2 separate regions of the Rattus norvegicus genome follow, and region 2 is linked to region 1. A link is a contact called in public Hi-C data. All regions are on one chromosome and are shown on one strand. The core of a region is the stretch at or near the end of the contact, and the rest is flanking DNA. Distances in the headings are between cores, read along the strand shown.

Region 1 (4,036 bases), core at 1,328-3,827:
TGGCCCAGGAGTTGACCTCGACTTGCTGAAGTCCTGAGCAACGCTCCGGGAAGGGGGAAGGGGGTTGGGGGAAGGGGGAGGGGGAAGGAGGGAGAGCCACGGCTGACCAGCCCTCGATCTTTGGAAGCTGAAGCCCACTGAGAGCCTTTTAGTAGTTGTCCTGAAAGGAAGATCGGCTGTTAAGCACAGCTGAACTTCGAAAGGCGCTCTCTGGCGCGACTTCTTTCCCTGTTAAAGATTTGGGAGAGGCCTGAGCCCTGACGTTTCTATCTCCCCCAACTCCCGGGAAACCCGATCTAATTGTTCACTAATTCTCCATTAATAGGCCCTCTACCTCGGCAGCCGGTCCTCAGTGGCTTAGGTGATGGAGCGAGTTTATCAGTCTCCTCATAGGGAAAGTGTTGCACGAGTTTGAAGTATTGTAAGCAGTTACAAAGTAACCCCAAAACAAAGCAGATACAAACCCAAACCAAAGGCCAACCAAAATGAAAATAAAATGCCCTCTTTACGGCACAAAAAGCCTTAAGTGTGCTCACTCTTGCTCAGTCATTTGAGTCCTTGAACCGCACAGGAAAACAGCTCTTCCAGGCCTTCTGGAGGACAACTTAATGACACTGCAGTATATCATCAGGTTAAAACGTTTTCCAGAGCAGGGTTTCAGAGAAGCATCTTTGCCACTAAGGGTGGAACGTCTGCTTACAGAGAGGGCTGCCTGCAGGAATGGGGGAAAGGCTGGGTGCAGCCCAACTATAAGCCCAAAGTTTTCAACTTTGGGAGCACAGTACTGGGTACTGTGGGCCGTGGAGTGTCAGCCTCTGGAGCAGACAGGACTGTAGGCTGAGCTGTTTCCCACTGCTTGCTGCAACTCTGCAGCAGACATTGTCCTCTCCTATTGCCTGACTGACTGACTGACTGACAACTGACTGATCATAACCCTTCCTTCTAATGCCCAAAGTTCCTGCCTCTTTGTGCTTGGCCTTAAGTCAGGCCTGTTCCCCACATATTTACGTGTGATAAGCTCTTGCTCTTTGGCTGGCTGAAGAACCCAGAATGTAAAGGTGTGTGTTTGGGGGAAGGGGCACAGCAGTCTATCACCCACATTCATTTATGCTTTTCAAGGGGAAAGTGGCAGAGTTCTGTACTTTCTCAGACAGGAGAGCTTGTGGAAGCCATAACAGTGTTCAGATTTCATGTGTCTAAATCTCCACTCAAACCCTCTTAGCAAACACAACCCAAGCCGAACATTCCTAGTCCTCCAGGGGTTTCCACACTGTTAGGTAGTGTCTTCTTAAATTATCTCTTGGAAAGAGGATACCAACTTTCAGTAAACCAGTAAGTGCTCCCTTGCTCCTGGTAAGTTATATTCATCAAGTGTGGGCTACAAGCTAGTCATTCAAGACCTTGGCCCAGGTCTCAACCCTGGAATAGGAATGAAGACTTCATTTATGGCTTGGGGGGGGGGGGGACCCTTTTCATCCAGTTTACCAAGGAGGAAGAGTGCTGAGTGCAATGTGGGCACCCACTTTGTAGGAGACACAATCCATCCACCAGCTTTGCTAACATTGGAAGCACAATCTCAACATGTCCACCATTCTCTGCATAAATGCCCTGGTAGGGGACCAGATCACGAGGCCTTTGTGGTTTCTGTCTCTTTTACCCACCAGCTCGGTGAATAAATCACACACCTGCCCTCTCAAAAGAGGCCAAATCCAGTTTCTGCCTCCCAGGGAGTATGAAGATCACTTTTGTTGGAGTTACTGCCCAAAGCAATTGCTTGAAGTTTTAAGACTCACGTAGAGACTAGGCCTGGTGATATTCCTGCTAAAGTTAACCCTAGGGAAGAGTGCAGTGCTGGAATTCCAAGATCAGAGTGTTAAAATGGGTCTCAATGTAATGGTTCCATAACAGTATTTTCTATTTCTCGTATTCCCTTCTTAGGGGCGGCACATCTGAAGCACAAGAGACTAATAGATACACTCCAACTTTCCTCAAGATAAAAGCTGCCACTAAATGGAGTTGCAACCAAGCGTCGCAACTGCACATACCCCGTTGCCATTGTTTATTTAAATTTACCCCAACAGTTATTTTATGGACTTGAGGACGTGTAACAGGTTCTAATTGGTAGGGGGCGGGGAAAGTCTAGTCAGGTGTCTTTTACTGTTTTCCGATCAAAGAAAGAGTTTGGGTAAAAGAGTAAGCTTTTTGCAGTGTATTTTCTAAGCATTCTTTTCAGTGGCTGTAGGCTTTCCTTCCCTAGACCTCTAAGAGTCATACAGTTCCGCTTTCACTTTTCCTCCCCACAGCCTCGCTAACACACTCTCCCGCCTGTCCCAGGCCGCTGGTACGGAGCGGAGGACCCCCACGATTCCCCCTAACCTAACATGCTCAACTTCAGAAGCTTCTAGGAGAAAATGTCTTCTTCGCGAAGTACAGTCGGAGCAAATCATCCACCTAGAGTTCCCTCCGCTGCTGCAGTAGAAAGGACTTCGGTTGATCTTCAAGCTGGAACCCGCGCACGGGACGTATCCGCCGGTGGCCGCAGCGGAGCAACCCAGGCCGGAGGTTGGCGCCGCCCTACACGTCCTCCCGCCCCGCGGGACATCCCAATGACCCGGTCACTCAGCGCCCAGCCACCGTGGGACCCCACTCTCCTTCCCTACTCTGTTCCGTCTCTCGAAGTGCCCCCAGCCCAGCTGCAATGTGATCACTCCCGACACCCGGCTCCATCGCGTATAACCCCACGCGGGTGAGCTGGGATTCGAATATGGGAACTCAATTTCGCAACGAAAAAGCTCAGGGCCAGGACCGGGTCAGAGGGAAGAAAGACCTTGAAGAGACCGCCCAGGGTGCAGATAGCAGGTCCTGAGGAGGCGGTCTGCGGTTCCCTAAGCAGACTCTGCAGGTGCACCCTGCTGCTTCTCTTGCAAGTCTTTTGAGGTTTGACCTTTTAGAGCTTTGTAAAGTTGTCTCTCCCCGCCCCTCAATCACGGGGTCACACTAGGGATCACACTGTCCTCAGTCCTCTAGTCCCATTGCTGACTTTGGGGAAAGGGGTATAAGAATGAGGGTGGCCTGGGCCGCAGGACTATTGGGGTTCGAGCACCGCTCTGGAGCGCCACGCTGGGCAGAGAGCGCTCAGAGCTCGATCACTACGCTCTACCACTTGGGAAGTGCAGCTTAATCGTTCAGCTCCGCCCACCCCGGAGGAGCGGGGGTGGGGTGGGGGTGGAAGGGGGGAGTGAGGTCGGGGGAGAAAAGAACAGAGAGAGAGAGAGAGAGAGAGAGAGAGAGAGAGAGAGAGAGAGAGAGAGAGAGAGAGAGAGAGAGAGAGAGAGAGAGAGAGAGAGAGAGAGAGAGAGAGAGAGAGAGAGAGAGAGAGACTGGTGACCCGGGTTCTCTTCTTTCAAGTTCCCCTAAGCGAAGCAGGGCGCCACCTACAGTCGAGTTCTAACTAGCACGTTGGTGAGAAGGCTGGTGAACCTTTCCTAAACAAGGCCGGATTTTGGGCACAGCCATCTCATATTTGTAATCACTCCAGACCGATCGGTCTGTTGGCAGGCAGCAACAGACGAGACCATACCGAAAATGCGCGTTGGAGGCGTGCAGAAGTTGGGAAACAGAACAGTACTAGCTCTGATTGGACTTGTTCGCGCTCTAATGGTTTGGCTGGATTTTGATTCCAGTATCTCCTCCAGGTTTCAGCCAAGGAGAGCAGCAGTCAATTTCATTAGGAAGAGTATCTGTGTGACCTTAAACAAGTCGCTCCGTCATTCACTCTCCTTTCTCATCTCCTTTAGAACTATAGCTGTGATAGTTTTTTTTCCCCCTAAATTAATGAGACAAAGTAGGTGAGAAACTGCTGGTGCTAAGAGCTCCTACCTATTTTTAAAGGAGGGGAAACCTTCTGAAAAATAAAACTTTAAAGCCATTGAATATGTGTTTTCTGCTCCATGAAAGATTAGGTCTTTATAAGGAAGAGATGAGAAAGCCAGCCAAGTGGCCCCAATAACTGATTCAAGCACTGGCTATTGGCTCT
Region 2 (4,553 bases), core at 1,180-3,679, 120 kb before region 1:
GTCCCACCAGTTACTTTTCCTTTGGCTTAGTTTCCTTCCCTAGAAAATGGGAAGGACAGTGGCAGTCTCTAAGAGGGTTACAACCAAGATTAAATAGAATAATATGTAAAACCGCTCAGGATCTGGTGCCTTAGAATTACACAGGTAATTCTAAGATTGTATTTTGTTTCTATCTCTAAGTAATGAATTTTTCTTTAAAGGCCAATTAATCTAAATCAAATGCAGCTGTAATTAAAATAATCCTATGATATAGGAAATGTTTTTAAATTTAATTTTCCGATGAGAAAAGTTTATACAAGCTAATCAACCAACTGCACTGTCATGCTGCCTTCAGTACAGACAGAATGACCTTCAAACTTCATCCCCTCTGGATCAGCATGTACTTTCAAAGGAGAACTAGATGTTTATCAAGGTATACGTACGATAATAAGAGTCTTCTGGGGGCTGGTAGTCTATTGGATTCCTCGGTGAAACTGAAGGTAAATTGATATATTTTAGAATATCCCAACTTGACCCAACATTTTATTCCGTATGTGATTAGATACAATACGAAAAGCACGGAAGAGAATATCTATGATTTTCTGTCCTTGTAGGACTGACATGAAGGTGACAGGGAAAACATGCAAGTAACTGGACAAAATAAACTGGGGCATTTTTGGATTTTCATAATATTCTATGTAAAAGCATGATTGCCAACCTCAGATTACTCCTGTATGGAGATATCCTCTGAGCTGAGAGCTGAAGGGCAAGAATGTATCACACAAAAGAAAAGGGAGAGACCTCATTATAAGCAGACAACAAAGAGCAAACAGACTAGCAGATTCAACCTCAAAAGGAGACCAGCAAGGTTCAAGCATACAAAAAAATCAATAGGATAAAGTGAGGCTAGAGAGGCAGGTACAGATGCCAGATCATGTAGGGTAGGCCATGGCTACCAGTTTGAATTGTATTCTAAATGCATTGGAAAACACTAAACATTGTAAGCAAAGGGATGATAGAAACTACAGTAATTCTTTATATTGCTAGACTGGGTGCTGTGTGGATGAGCAAAATGGCAAAGACCTCCTTTTTCCTTTCAAAAAATTTTCCTGCTAAAACTGGAGATGTGTTTTATGTTTGATTCTAATTGTGTGTTTTTTCTTCAAGCTTACCTTCTAACATTTTTATAGCCCAAAAGAATCTTAATTCTCTCTTTTAATGTCCCGAAGGTATGTGGAAAACAAAGAAACCGAGGCACAGGTCTTTCGAGACTTGCCATGTAAGGAAGAACAGACTTCATTCACTTAAAAAGTCAGATAGATGGGGTCAGGGTACAAAATCATAACAAAGCATGAGACTTACACCAGTCTTTGCTTTGGGAAATATAAACTCCACATTTGACATTTGCAGTTCTCCTTCTATTTTGAAATCTTTACAATGTAGCTAAATCTCACAGAATTCTCACTTTAAGTCCTTCAGCTTTCAAGTCAGACACATCTACGGACCCTGTAGGGTTAAATGCAGCTCTGCAAAGTCAGAGAACTGTGTGTTCTGTCTGGGAAAAGTTCATGAACGTAATTTTAAGCTCTTGTTTTCTTTCAGTCCCTTCCTTCAGGTTTATTGCTAAAAATCTGACTCTCTAGGTTCCATTTAGCCATTTTCCTACAAAAGCTCCCCAAAGTGACAATGCTTTAAAAAAAAAGCCAAAAAACAAAAGGGGGAGGGGTGGGGAGCCAGTGTGAAGTTCCTCTGAGTTCCTGCTCTCTTGGAGCACGGCTCCTATCACACAATAATGTGTTATTTTGTTGAATTTTGGCATTCATCTAGCTTGTTTGGTCAGAAGCCAAAAAATTAAGAGTGTGTCGGTCCACCAGTTTCTCAGCAGAGAAGCGTTCTTCTCACTCAGCCAGTGCGCTGTGCCCCTGGCCTTTGGCCAAGAAGGGAAATCCATTTTACATAAAGAATGCACCGAGCTCAAGTGCGCAGAGACTTTTTACCTGCTGAAATAACTTTGTGGACAAATGCCAGTCCACTAGACACATTCTGCAGGCACATTTGGCATGCAACGCAAGGCAAAGGACTCTGCGGAGGAAGCAGGCTTTTTCGGAACAAGGAAATGGCTGTGCTGCCCTCGTGGCACGTCACGTGGCTTGGCACGGCGCGCTGATTGGCTGCGGCGGGTAAACACGGCGCCATGTACGGCAGCGTCGTCGCCTCACAGGTCGTGAAATGGCGCCGGGGGCCCAGCCGGCCACGGCCCCCTCGAGTTCCTTGTTTTTGTTTTTGTTTTTCTGCTTTTGTTTTAATGAAGCTCACGGATTTGAGTAGAAACAGATTTCTCACAAACTTGCTTCTCCGGCTCGATTTCACAGCTCGGCATACACTCGGGCTGTCACAAGCTTGACAGCGTTCCAGCGAAAATACTAACTGTAAACTTTGCAAGGAGAATTAAAGGAGCAGGCAGAAATGTCAGGAGGGTGTCCTTCTCAGAGCACGTGCATCTGCAACCAATGGCTTCCAGTAAGGTCCCACCTCTGCAGGGCACAGCGGGAAGGAAGGAAAAATAGATAATTCCCCTTTGGCCGAAGGCAAGAAGGAGCTCTCTTCCTCTCAGGCCTGACCAGTTGAACACTGCACACTCTGGTGTATAAATATTTGCCTCTGGCTGAAGTTCAAGCCCTCTGTGGCTGCCAGACACAACAGAAAACCAACATTCAAGGGAAAGTGTTTACTGCGGTGATGGCCAAAGGAGCAACGGCCAACAAATGGTCACATCTGATTGGCCAGGCCTGCCTATGGCAATATCAGAAAGCACCAGGCCGCTAGCCACTGACCACTGGGGTGTTCCTACCCTTTCAGTAATGGCTACGTTCTTTAACACGCAGCATCGCTTGTTAACACAAGACCAGAAGGCTTACTGGTGGTTTCCCATGTGCTCCTCCAGAGCAAGCTGCCCAAATAATCCTCAACCATTTTCTTAACTCTTACCACTCCTGCAAAACAAGTAGATGCTCCTTCAAGTTACCCAAGTAGGATCTTGGGGTTTTTTTAAGTGGGTTTTTTTTTTGGTATGTTTTTACCTCTTTTTGTACGTTTCTAACTTTTCAGGTTTAGGGTAAGGCTATTTCTTGTCTCCCAATTCACATTACTAAGAGTACGTGTTCTATAATAGAGGTCTTTAATCACCATTTGGTGAATTTTACACTTTTTTTTAAACACTCAAGGAAAAAAGAAACCTTTGAAAGGTGTCTAAAACCAATTTATTTATTTTGAAAGATACAACCTTGAACCCAGGGCCTTGCACCCATTAGTCAACTGGTCTACTACTGAACTACACCCAGGCTGGTGTTTGTTTGGTTTTGAGATTAGGTATATAACAAGGTAGACTGCTCACTCTGTTCTTGAATTCACTCTGAAGCCTGGTCAAGTTTCAAACTTAGGATTCTCTTGCCTCGGTTTCCAAGGTATGCATCTCAGGTACACGTTTCTACAACCGGTTAAGATGTTTCAAAGTCCTGCATCCTTCAAAATACCTAACTCCAAACCTGAAGAGTTCTAAAGCATGTGGAAATAATAAGACTGGTCATCAAAAGATTAAGATCTCTAACAGGGATAAAGAAACTAAATGAAAAAGGATCATCAAGAAAATCTTCAGAAAAGTAATGAACTAATGGCTCATATAAAGCATGTAGCTGACTGACATGGCTGTCTTCCATGAGCTTCCAAACGGGGGAAGAGGGTTCGTCATACAATTGAAATACATTATGAAGTTTTGATCATTGTCACATTTACATTGCTGTCTAAAATGGTGACATGAATCACACTTTTCCTTAGCACTGCAAAGGAAATATATTTAGCGGAACTGGATAGTTATTTTAAAAAGAGATATTTAGAAATATAAAGATATGAAAGGTTTTAAAGTATTTTGATTTTATGTCACAAAATTTTAGGTAAAGCAAACTATGCTGTTAGGGATGTTGTTGTTTTGTTATTTTTTTTTTTTTTTGAGGCAAGGTTTCTTTGTGTGAAGAAACTGGCTGTCCTAGAATTCACTCTGTAGACCAGGCTAGCTTTGAACTCACAGAGATCCCATTACCTCTGCCTCCCAAGTTTGGGGACTAAAGGTATGTGCCACCATGCCTCCCTCCACTGTTAGGTGTTCATTTGTTTAATGCGGGGTTGGGGATTTAGCTCAGTGGTAGAGCAAGGCCCTGGGTTTGGTCCCCAGCTCCGAAAAAAAGAAAAAAAAATATGCATTTGGTGAACTAACACATTTGCTACTTGTTGAAAATGAAGAGTTTATATCCTATGCCATATACAGTTTTAGTTTTGAAAATTCCTCAAGATCTCAAATCTTGATTATCCATCCTAGGCTTAAGGAAACTTCTAGATTTGATTTCATTACAAAATTAAAACAATTTGTCGAGTAATTACATTTTCAAATGTTTATGAAACTTTTAACAACTACATTGCTCTTCCATGATTCTTAACCAAATGGTCCGCTTAAATTTGTCTGTACTAAACCTAAGAAGCCCAGGACTTAGTATTGAGTCCAGCTTTCAAGTGATCCCTGA

The links. Hi-C and Micro-C count contacts between places; a contact is called where the count stands out from the background.
Region 2: a Hi-C map of liver shows a contact between it and region 1, with 4 times the contacts expected there. The contact joins two enhancer-like sites. A contact is called at or near these places in 3 of 12 Hi-C or Micro-C datasets (Schwann cells, frontal cortex and liver).

The regions. Positions count from the first base shown.
Region 1 is chr5:117,528,277-117,532,312 of GRCr8, reverse strand. LOC120103114 (a long non-coding RNA gene) reads left to right here. Exons shown (of 3, transcript XR_010066547.1): 3 at 1-4,036. It also overlaps a transcript of Nfia not described here. Among named protein-coding and RNA genes, the nearest start is that of Nfia, 27 kb to the left of the region's middle. Within about 2 kb of position 2,577, at least 74 of the 93 cell types and tissues checked have an H3K27ac peak or open chromatin away from gene starts, as enhancers often do. A contact at or near this core is called in Schwann cells and liver, where this site is marked.
Region 2 is chr5:117,645,992-117,650,544 of GRCr8, reverse strand. The region is part of intron 2 of Nfia (nuclear factor I/A); the gene reads right to left. Among named protein-coding and RNA genes, the nearest start is that of Nfia, 91 kb to the right of the region's middle. Within about 2 kb of position 2,429, at least 79 of the 93 cell types and tissues checked have an H3K27ac peak or open chromatin away from gene starts, as enhancers often do. A contact at or near this core is called in Schwann cells and liver, where this site is marked.